Linked DNA regions of Arachis hypogaea: region 1 is linked to region 2. The links are chromatin contacts, called in public Hi-C maps. All regions are on one chromosome and are shown on one strand. The core of a region is the stretch at or near the end of the contact, and the rest is flanking DNA. Distances in the headings are between cores, read along the strand shown. Region 1 holds the start of LOC112696731 (small RNA-binding protein 11, chloroplastic). Region 2 holds the start of LOC112805627 (probable CCR4-associated factor 1 homolog 11).

Evidence for each region. Hi-C and Micro-C count contacts between places; a contact is called where the count stands out from the background.
Region 1: a contact with region 2 is called in a Hi-C map of leaf, with 6 times the contacts expected there. The contact joins the promoter of LOC112696731 here to the promoter of LOC112805627 in region 2. A contact is called at or near these places in 3 of 8 Hi-C or Micro-C datasets (all in leaf).

The regions. Positions count from the first base shown.
Region 1 is chr6:76,183,676-76,189,193 of arahy.Tifrunner.gnm2.J5K5, reverse strand. It overlaps LOC112696731 (small RNA-binding protein 11, chloroplastic), which reads right to left and starts at 2,768. Exons shown (of 4, transcript XM_025749574.2): 1 at 2,537-2,768; 2 at 1,808-1,876; 3 at 1,596-1,702; 4 at 1,078-1,501. The coding sequence starts at 2,642. The coding sequence ends at 1,391.
Region 2 is chr6:75,645,111-75,650,572 of arahy.Tifrunner.gnm2.J5K5, reverse strand. LOC112805627 (probable CCR4-associated factor 1 homolog 11) reads right to left here and starts at 1,495. Exons shown (of 3, transcript XM_025847985.1): 1 at 1,326-1,495; 2 at 1,019-1,229; 3 at 624-920. The coding sequence starts at 1,495. The coding sequence ends at 624.

The DNA.
Region 1 (5,518 bases), core at 1,519-4,018, 540 kb before region 2:
GAAGCTCTATTGATATAGTCGTCTATAAAATTACTTGAAAAATTTAATTTTATAAGTTTTCAGTTTTGAGTAGTTTTTGAATATCAATTTTTTAGTTATCATTTTCGTGATAATATGTGTAGCATAACATTATATTAATTATATTAAAAAATTCTACATTGTATAAAGAAATTCAAGAAAATTTATCAAAATTTAACTAAATAAAGAAGGTGAAGTAATAATTAGTTTTATGAAATAATTATGACTGAACTTGCTTTTACTCTAATTTAACTTAGCATTATGGTAATTATAATAATAATAATGATAAAAACAATAATGCAAACCTATAATAGTACCAAACTATTAATATGTTCTTAGATTAAGTACAAATTTTAGACATGAATAAACTAAATTGCCGGTTTAAAAGATTAACTAAAAGTAAAGATAAATCTGATAGGTTCTTAATATGCAAATATTTACCTGTAAGGAATAGACATTAGAAAGTTCATGTAAATATTATCTAATAAAGAAAAAAAAACTTAATAATTAACAAAAGAGAAAATCTCAAGCACAAGCAGAATTTATTATTTTTTGTCAACACTTTTAATTATTAGTCCAATTTCTTTAGTCTAACATTGTTAATTATCTGCTGGCTAAACATAATAAATTTTGTTAATCCTCTAATATTTCTCTTAACAAATAACTCCCAGATCTTTCTTGTTCTTGACTCTAAATAAAGCTACATGTTATTTTGGTTGGTATATTCCTACTTTTAATAATGTCGGACGCCAAAATTTATTTATTATCATTACGAAAGAAATAATTATTGAAAACCGTATTCCTTAAAATTTTGGAGACAATGCCTCATTATATGAATTAAATTCATACTAAGAACCAAAACAACTTGGCCAACTCTGATTACTCAAACTAATGTACTTCCCAATCTTCTTACTTGTTATCAAGTTCCATTGCATAATTATTGGATTGATCAATGATGTGATTTCCCAATCTTTTATATGATGTTTACTTACTTTCTTGCTTTTTGTAATCATATTCTCATGCATGAAATTGTATTTCAAATTATATATGCACTACTACTTATTCAACCAAGGTTTTTCAAAAATTAGTCATATCTCTTCTGTATCCAAACAAAAACACATGTACCGTGCAAATCCACGCTACTCTGCCAGTATACTACACAGAAAACGGCCAAAAAATTCTCCAAACGCCAGTATTCTATTACATAAATCCTTCACCTATTACTTTGTTCTGCTGAGCAATTCTTGTAATTGTTGTAATTGTGTGCATCCATGATCCTAAAAGATACTCAGTTCTGCATATGCTACCTACATGGTCTGCAAAATATTGTGGGCAATTCAGCTGCATCAAATACAATATCTCATATGGAAAATCAACTATCAACTGTGGGGAGTTCAGGGGGTCCTCTTGCAATGGGCATTCCAGTACTCTTGAAATAAGTTGGTTTCGCATAATCAACAAAGATATCGCGGCCATTTAGTGCCTGCAATATGTAAAAACTTAGTGCCAATTTTCACTCTACTAAATTCTAAGCCTCCCACAACAGAAGAGGAGTGTGGCAAGTTTGATAAATTTACCTTCCCATTCATCTGTGAAATGGCATTCGCAGCCTCAACCCGTGAAGCAAAGGTGACGAACCCAAACCCTTTAGATCTCTCCGATACCCTGTCTGTTATAATTTTAGCTGTAAACACAATTAAAAGTTTAAAACAGTCACAACTCCAGAAGCCTAAACCATGAGATACTAGCTATTAATAATGTTAGTGCATTTTTCTTATTCTGAAGCTACCTTCAATTACTTGTCCGCAATCAGAGAAAGCATCTGTCAATCCTTTCTCCGTCGTGTGCACAGACAATCCTGCAAAATAATGAACGGCGCAGCATAATTCCAACGATGAATGACCCTTTCCCAAAAGCTAAAATAAAACACAATTCATACATTCAAGTTAACTAGCTGTTGAAAACAGCAACAATGGGAAATATTTTGACAGCAGCATAAAGCCCTGAGATTGATTTGTTATGTGATGTTCCATTGTTTGCCAAACAAGATGATGATGAATGGCTAGATCCCATTGAGCAACAAAGTGAACACGGAAATGATTCTATAACACATAACAGTGACAACATACAACTCAGTGAACATTCATTTAAAATAAATGAAGAAATAAACACTTTAACTTTCCAAATTTAATTTTCACATACACATCCTATTTTGCACAAAGTAAGTTGACAATTATATTGAATTAACATATGGTTGTCCAATCATCTCCTTTTCAAACTATTCAAACCAGTGTAATTCGTTTTGGATGGGTTCACATTGGAGTCACTTAATATAAAGAAGTGATACAGGAAGACAGGTTTCAGACGCTTCATCAAAATAAATGAATAAATAAATAAGAAAATAATATAAATAATTAGTGCAAAATTTGCAGGAGATAAAAAACGAGAGAACTCCAATGAATAGAGAAGTAGGAAGAGAAAGAACAAGTAAGAGGTTTTGAGAGTTGAGGGTAGAGACCTCCAACGAAGAGCTTGAAAGCGATTCCTCTGCGGAAAGTGAGAAGAGAGGGTGGAGTCAAAGTTCTGTTCGATCCGAAGCTAATCATTCTCCGAAAAGCCGCCATCGAGTTGGAGCTTCCAACACACAATAATGGAAGCAGCGCCGACCAATTTCCAAGCTCACACCCAAATTACCAAATAGTCTCCTCTCAGTTGTAAGTGGGCTTAACACCCACAGCAAGCCCAGCTTTGATGTGGGCTAGCTTGCAACAACTTGATCAGCATCTAATTATTGTTTTTGCTTTGGTTACTCACAAATGTAGCAACCAATTGCACAAAAAAAAAATGGCAACCAATTAACCAACTTGAGTTGGTCGAGTGGTCAACTCACTCATATCCGCTTAAGTAAGTGTCGGGGATTTGAATCCCACCTTGTGCATACAGTAACTTATTGGCCAACGGTAAACCCTTAAATAAAGCTTAGATCCGAGACCGTCCCTAACGTTTGGGAAGAATCTCCTCTGCCATTCTTTCTACCTCTTCTTTCTTAGTCCTTGATCTCTTTCTTATTTGTGCAAGTGTCTTCTCAACTTTCGGATCGAAGAGAATACAATCCTCTTCCCCTTGCATGCACAAAAACAACAAGAAATCAAATGTATCGTGTGGAGTAAAGAAGAAAAAGACAGAAGGAAAGAATAATTAAACGGAATAAAGAAAATAAAATAAAACACGATCTAAGTAATTCAATCGGATGTTTCTTTGTTGTCAATTTCAATTAATCTCCAACAATTACACCAAAAACTTAATTAGCCAAAACTAATACGCTTAGATATTGGCAAGTGCACCAAATTGCATTAAGTAATACCACGGTAAGTGGATATCGTTCACACGAGGATTAACGAATTGAATCATGTAACATCTAATTGAATCTCTAATTAGATCAATCAAACCTTGGTAAGAAGAATCTGGATAGTGAAGTAGAAGCAAGAATAGTAAAAATGATTGTTATTGTACATGAGAGAAAGCTTAGAAATTTTGTAGAGATAATCAAGAATAGAGAGGATGTCAAAAGGCTTTGCAAATGTTAAATTCTTAAAAAAAGCAACACTTTAGATTCTCTTAGACTCATGCAAAAAATTTTTCACAGCAAATCATTTATAATAAAATTCCAATTTCTTAGCAATCTAATTTCTCTTAACTTAATTAATTGCCAATTCTTTGGTGACCTAATTAAGAAAAGAGGTAAAGAACGGTTTCGATTTAAAACCACACAACTTTCAAAATACTATTCCTAGTCAAGTTGAAAACCATGAGAAAGAGTTTCAAGTTAATTCTGATATTAAATTTTCTAAAATAATAATAGAATTTAAAACAAAGTTAGAATATTTTTGTTACTTCTAATCATTAAATATGAAGAACGAAACTCAATATTGAAAAAGTAGAAGAGCATGAAATTAAAATAAAGAAAACGCTTGTATTATTAATCCATAAAAATAAAATAGAACTCCTAACCTTTAATAGAGGAGGTTTAGTTACTCATGGTAGAAAGAAAAATAACCTAAGACTAAAGAGTTTTGATCCATAGACTCCAATATCTCCGATCCTTCTTGTGAACCTTGTTCACGTATTTATATCCTAACTTCCTAACCCTTTGAAATTCAAAAACTAAACTTATCTTTCGAAGAAAAAAATAACAACCTATTCAAATTCAAACGTAATCTAATCTAAATCCTAATAATCATATCCTATCTACCTAGAAGAAGTTCTTGATAACTAATCATTTAAATTTTGAATCTTAAATTGAATTGAAGCTTCCTGGGAGTTGAATTTAGTCTTGGCGCTGGGCTCCTTGAATTGGCGCTGGACTTTAAAACATTTTGGATCATTGGGAGTGAAATTTACACTTGGAGCTGGGCTCAGGATTTGGACGCTGGGCGCCAGCCCACTTTGCCTTTTCCCAAGCACGAAGACGCTAGGCTTTGTGATGGAAGAGTTGGGCACTGGGCATGGGATTAGGGTGCTGGGCGCCACTTCCTTGGAGTTGGGCTTGAAGGTTGGGTGCCCAACTTGGAGCAAGGGTGTTGGGTGCCAGGGTGTTCAGCTTGGTCTTTTCAAGCCTGGCACCAACCTTATGTTCCTCTTTGGAAATGCACTTGTGTTTTCTCATAAAATTCATCCTGTTTTGCTTTAAACATTGTCTGAAAACACAATCATTCTAAAACAACTCCAAACATATGATTACATCAAATCTTCACTAAAAACATAAGAACTTTGATTTAAATCTAAGAAAACTAATAAAAAAAACCTAAAACTAACTAAAGAATTGAAGATATTGTCAATTCAAGTCCAAGTAATGGTGGGATCTCCCATGATTACATACAGACTTCTCTTATTTTTATGGATCTTGCATACTTGAGAATCAAGAATATTTCAAAAACTAAATTCAAATTGTATTATGAGAATCCTTGAACCAGTTTAGTTTACAATTTAACCAAGGAAAGATGTTTGAAGTTATTGACTCTAAGTGTTTTGTCTCAAGGCAGTTCTTGGCTTGGATCCTTCAGATCGATGAATTTTTTAGCTTATCTTGTGTCCTTCCGGGTTTGACTGATATGTGTCTCTGACAACACCTTTTTCTTTATCCATTCGGGAAGGTATGACTAACGCTCGTTTATCATTATGTGACTCTTCTTCGCAGGCTTCCGAATTGGAAGTCGTGTGTCTATCTTCTAGAATGTTGTCCGCCATCGTACGGTATTGATTACTAGATCTTTGGTAACAACGATAATGTTCTGAGACTGATGCCAAGGCATCTAGGCCAGTTTCACTGACCTTTTCTTTACTGTTTTAGGGTAGTTTCGTGCATTTTCCTAGTAAACAAGGCAAGTTTTAGGTGAAAATACACTTACACCTTCATTCAAGCAACTATTGTGAATTTTGCATGATTTCATGAGATTTTTTGCCAAAATTACATGATATTTTAATGACGCATAATATCATG
Region 2 (5,462 bases), core at 246-2,745:
TCTATTATCATGAAGCTAGATGCTAGATATGTCCTGGGAATACAATTTAGCATGAATTTTCAAACTGTTTCTAATATCTAAGACGTGAACAAAGACTAACTTGTTAATTGCAGTACAATGGCAAAGCACACCCATGTACAACCAAGATAACAAGTTAAACTAGAATATTTAGTATTTCCATTTCACAATGCATGTCACACAATCCCAAATCAAATGAAGGATCTCTTGTAAAAAGCATCAACATAGTCTCTACATTAAAATAAAGCAAATCATGAATGTCCCACATGGTACTGCTAAAAACTTGTGCTGTATATTCAAATATATGTTACTGTTATCTGAAAAAAAATCGCTACTTTGTAATTCAAGTGTTATAAAATAATTGTCATATCTAAAAAATAATCACTTGATACTACTTTGTAATTTATTGACAAAATGTTGTTACATGATTAGTCTAATATATGATAATTTCTTTCAACCTTATTAAGCTTTTGCAATTTCCAACCCAAAAAAATACATTAACGTATTCCCTAAACCCATCATCATTAGCCAAAAAATAAATTTCTCTAATCTTGTGAAAGGTGTGGCAGGTGAGCACGCTGTCAGACCCGGCCTGATGGCACTGCCTAACAACTCGGTCTGTCAGACCCGGCCTGATGGCACTGCCTAACAACTCGGTCTATGTGAAGTGTGTCAGCCACCTTCTCCAAACCGCCATAGAGGGCATTGCAGAACCTCATCACATGCTTCACGTCATAAGTAGTTCTCCCAAACAGCTCTTTCACAAGCTCCAAGAACTCCTCCAAGCGCGTGGGAAGAACACCCCACGTCAGAATCTTCACCAAATATCCAATATCATAAGCACCATGGAATGTGACCCATGTCAGTGCTTTGTTTAACAGCAGCCCGGATGCTGCTGCCAACTTCGTAAAATGCACCAAAGAAACTCCAGCCACTACGTGCAAAGTCAATGCTCTGGCTGCGTAGGAGTGCCACAGAGTCCTTTGCGTGGATTTCACACATGAGGTTGAAGTCTCGGATATTGAACTGCCAGAAGTAGTGAGTTCTGAGTTTTGTTGTTATTTCCTAGGTCAGGGAGGTTGCCGTGCTCATATGACAGAGTGAGTCCAAGTTGAATGATTTTGAGTGCGTCCACATTGGCCTTCATGACTTGGTAAGTTTTTTCTGGGACAAGATTCCAGTCGGTCTTGTTGTGGGGCAACATGACTACACTGGGAAATTCATTGTCAATGGAGACAAATCAATATTTGTCAATCAGGCTGTTTATCATTTGGAACTCGGAATCAGCGTTGGTAGCCCACACTTGCCTGATCACAACCGAACTATTGGGACTAGGCTCTAGAAGCGGCAGTCGTTCCACAATCCTTGGCTGAGCAGCACGATAAAATGGCAGAAAACCAACAACCATGGGCGGTGGCATCAGACAAACTCTCCGTCGTTGTTGTAGTCGTTCTCGTTCATCATCGACTCTTGTCATTCTTATATATACGGTAGTCATGTTCTTTCTAACTTAACCCTGGAAAGCAACTCTGTTAAATTCTTAGAAACCGAAGAAAAGGATAGAACAAAGGAATGCAAATTGTGTGCTGTGTATGGGTGAACTGGAAATCGTGCACTACTTTTTCTTTGGCTGAGTTTCTCTAAGGAATGCTTAGGCTTGGGTGGATAGGAGTATGAGGAAGAAAAGGAGTTTCTTGCGGTGACGTGTTTTGTGTGGAAGGACAGGAATGAGATGATTTTCAACAATGTTATTGTTTGATGAAGAAAGAATGAAACATGATATAGTTGTTTCCTATTTGTGCTTCAAACTGGAACCGGGGGAGAGGGAGCAAAGAACAGCTAGTCCGAACCTTTCATGCAGGTGTGGTGCGACAACTGGTTCAGGAATGCTTAGGGTCCACGGGAGGAGTACTAAGTTTCTATGTTATTCAATGATGTATTTAAGTTTCTAATTTTGTGTTGCTTTGGTTTCTTTAGGTGCTGCCTTCCACCGTTCTACTAGTTCTTGTTTAGAATTTTGCTATGCGCGTGTAAAGTTGTATTCATTTAAGGAAAGTTTAGGAGATCAATTAATGGTGAAGTTAACTAGAGCCAATTAGTATAACACCCTACTATATTTAATCTTATGCTTAAGTCATAAGACTAAAATAGTATGGTATTACAACTTTTAAAAGTAAAATATATAATAATAATAATAATAATAATAATAATAATAATAATATTAATAATAATAATAATAATAATAAGAAAAAAGATACTCAACTAGGAGTCTTGAAAAACGGGTAAAACAAATGCTCAAAATAAAAAGCGCAACGTTCGAGGAATTGAATTTCTTGCGGGTTAAGAAGCCTAAAAGGAAGTGATAAAGATAAATAAGAGAGAAAGGAAAGCCAAGGAAACAACATAACTAGCTCCTGATTCAAATAATCGTGTCCCAAAAGTGTATAGGTTTCATCGGGTCTAGAGTCGGGTTCGGGTCTAATAAATAGGTCCGGTATATATTTCAGGCCGGGTCTGGGTCATATCAAACCCGGTTTCACCCGACCCATGCACACCCCTACATATAAACATACATAAGTATTCTCAAAATACACCAAAATGCCAAAGTAAACTCCTATCTCTCCCTCAACCTCTAAGAGGAGCAGCATACATAAGTTACTTGGAGAGTAAGCTAAATACATATATACACAAATATGAACAGAAACCCAAAAGACATCGAAGAACTACTTCGCTTCAAGATCCAGACGCCAAGCGAGGAGCTTCTCGACCTGCATCTGAAAAATAACAACACAATATGGAATGAGAACTTGAAGTTCTCAGCATGGTAAAAGTATCACACGTATAATAAATAAGGTCTTGAGAATGCCATAGGCAATCTTAGAACTCCGTTATTCAGTTATCCAACTTAATTACTAAACAAAAACTATAAACAGGGGTAGGTATTCTAAATCTACCTAACTTAATTTCAATCCACACCTATCACCAAACCATTTCTCCATTTTCTCCATCCCTCCATCATCCATAATGCAACAAGAACAAACAACTAAACAAGTTCAAGCACAAGTAATGAACAGATAATACAAGTAGCAAATATACAAGTAGTAGGTGATATATATCAATTAGGCATTCCCAATTAAGGCATAGCAAACAAAGCACACATATGCATATGATGAATGTCTATTCTACTGGCCATGAGCTCACGTGTCAGTTATTTTGTCAGAACCTGACACATTTGGTAGCTAACCCAGACATTGGTCTCTAGGTTGCGCATCTCCAGGAGGATCATAAACAAAGGAGAGTGCCTTTCTACATCGAAGGAGTGTGCCTTTACACCTTTTCCTGGAGGATATACGAAGGAGAGTGCCTTTCCACATCGAAGAAGTGTGTCTTTCTGCCTTACAACCAGAGAAGAATGTGGGGGAAATAATACGAAGGAGAGTGTCTTTTCACCTTCCCACACCTACATCACGACAAGAGAGGGAACTTCCGTCCTCAACTTGCCATATCGACCATTTTGGCCACACACAGTCATTCCTAAATCTCGTCATTTATCATCATCATTTCCTTACATTCGTTCTTTATAGCCATAGCAACAAGTATTCATTTAACTTCACATCATTCCCTTATAATTCATCACGTTTATCCTTTTTGGGTCCTGACTAAACCATTTATCAAACTCTTCTCAACCTTTTTAATATCGAATAACCTTAAAATCAACTCAACTTTAACATTAAATCAATCTCATAATACGAAGATTAATCTTTGACTTCTCGGACCCATGACTATCACTAAGACATCTTCGACACTTTATTTTCCTTTCTGTTTTTAATATAACAAATAAACTCGGAATTGGGCAAACTTTATGTCCAGACATTTATCTCGGAATAAGCTTTCTAACAAATAAAAAATCACAATTTTTGGATTTAACTAGCCTCAGAAACAGAGGAGAAACGTTGACTGCTCTACAGTGCTTAGAAGCCAGAAAACAGCAGCAGCATATGATATCTAAAATTTCATATAAAATTCAAATTAAATCCAATCGATTTAAAAATTAATGTGGTTCAACTTAACATATCCAGGTTTCTTTTTCAATTAGTTTTCAGGTCAAAATAATTTTTAATGAAGGAGTTATGTAACTTGGAAGTTGAGTAACTTTCTGCAGAATTCTGTTTTAAAAGCCAATAAACATGTCCTCTTCCAAGTCCCATAACTCACTCATTAAAACATGGACATCCCTAAAATTTAAATCACAACTGCTAAGCATAATTAATTTTCATCTCCAATTAGTTGCACCTGAATATGCATCCATAATCAGAAGTTATAAACTCTCAAAGTTGTTGATCTAAGAAAACAGAATCTGGCTTTTATTGTATAACGTATCGTATTTCAAAAATTCATATCTTTAAAACCACAAGTACAACCATTCTGAAATTTTACGATATTAAAATAATAGAACTAAAGCTTTATTTAAAATTGGTTTCATTTCAAAATTCATTTTGAAACATTCGCAGCAAAGCCAACAAGTTACTGCTGTTCTAAAAATTATGCAGTAAAAATTAGATTCCATGACTACAATTTGAAAATTCACCATAAATCATATATTTAACGAAAAGATCCCAAATTCTCTAGTTCAGTTCTAAATATTCTGAGGTTTAACCAGGACTTAATTTCACGCAATTCTAATCATCACAGAATTAGTTACAACATATGTAATACCACCACAACACAACTCTACATCCTTATTAACAAACACCAACCATAATCCATCATAAATAAATACAAGAGCATACCATTAATAACTTTCACACCTCATAATGCCAATATATATCCACCAACAAATCTATGCCAACAACATTACAAGGCTAATCATTAAATATAACAACAATTTAACTTATCATATAATTCCTCTAACCTAAGTTTTCACAACACCGTAAATATTAAAAGTGTGAAACTTAAACTATACCTTGGCCGATCACTTTGTATCACCCAAAGCAGCCTCACAACACAAATCACAGCCCCTCCAAACTCAATCAAAACAGCCCCAAAACAAGTCTTGACCACCAAAAAGCCTCCAAGTATTCCCATTTCAATTTCAATGCAGATATACCCACTTAATCTACACCTAATACATATACATATTCTAATTTCAATTTTTCCATTATAAATACAAGATTGGGCTAGGGTTTAGGTTGTCCTTACCGTGCCCACACGCGTAACAACTCGAGCTCAATAAGCTCCGCAAGCTAAATTAAACCTAAAACACCAAATTATATAAAATCTCAACACCAAAGCCCAATAAATTCAGAACTGGAAATGAGAAAATTGAGGAAGAAAACGTGGCTTCTTTATCTTACAATGTTATGAGCTTTGTAAAGCTCGACGCCGCGGTTGCGTAGCCGCAAACAGATCATCAATCGGAGTTCGGAGCGAGAAGTTATGTGGAT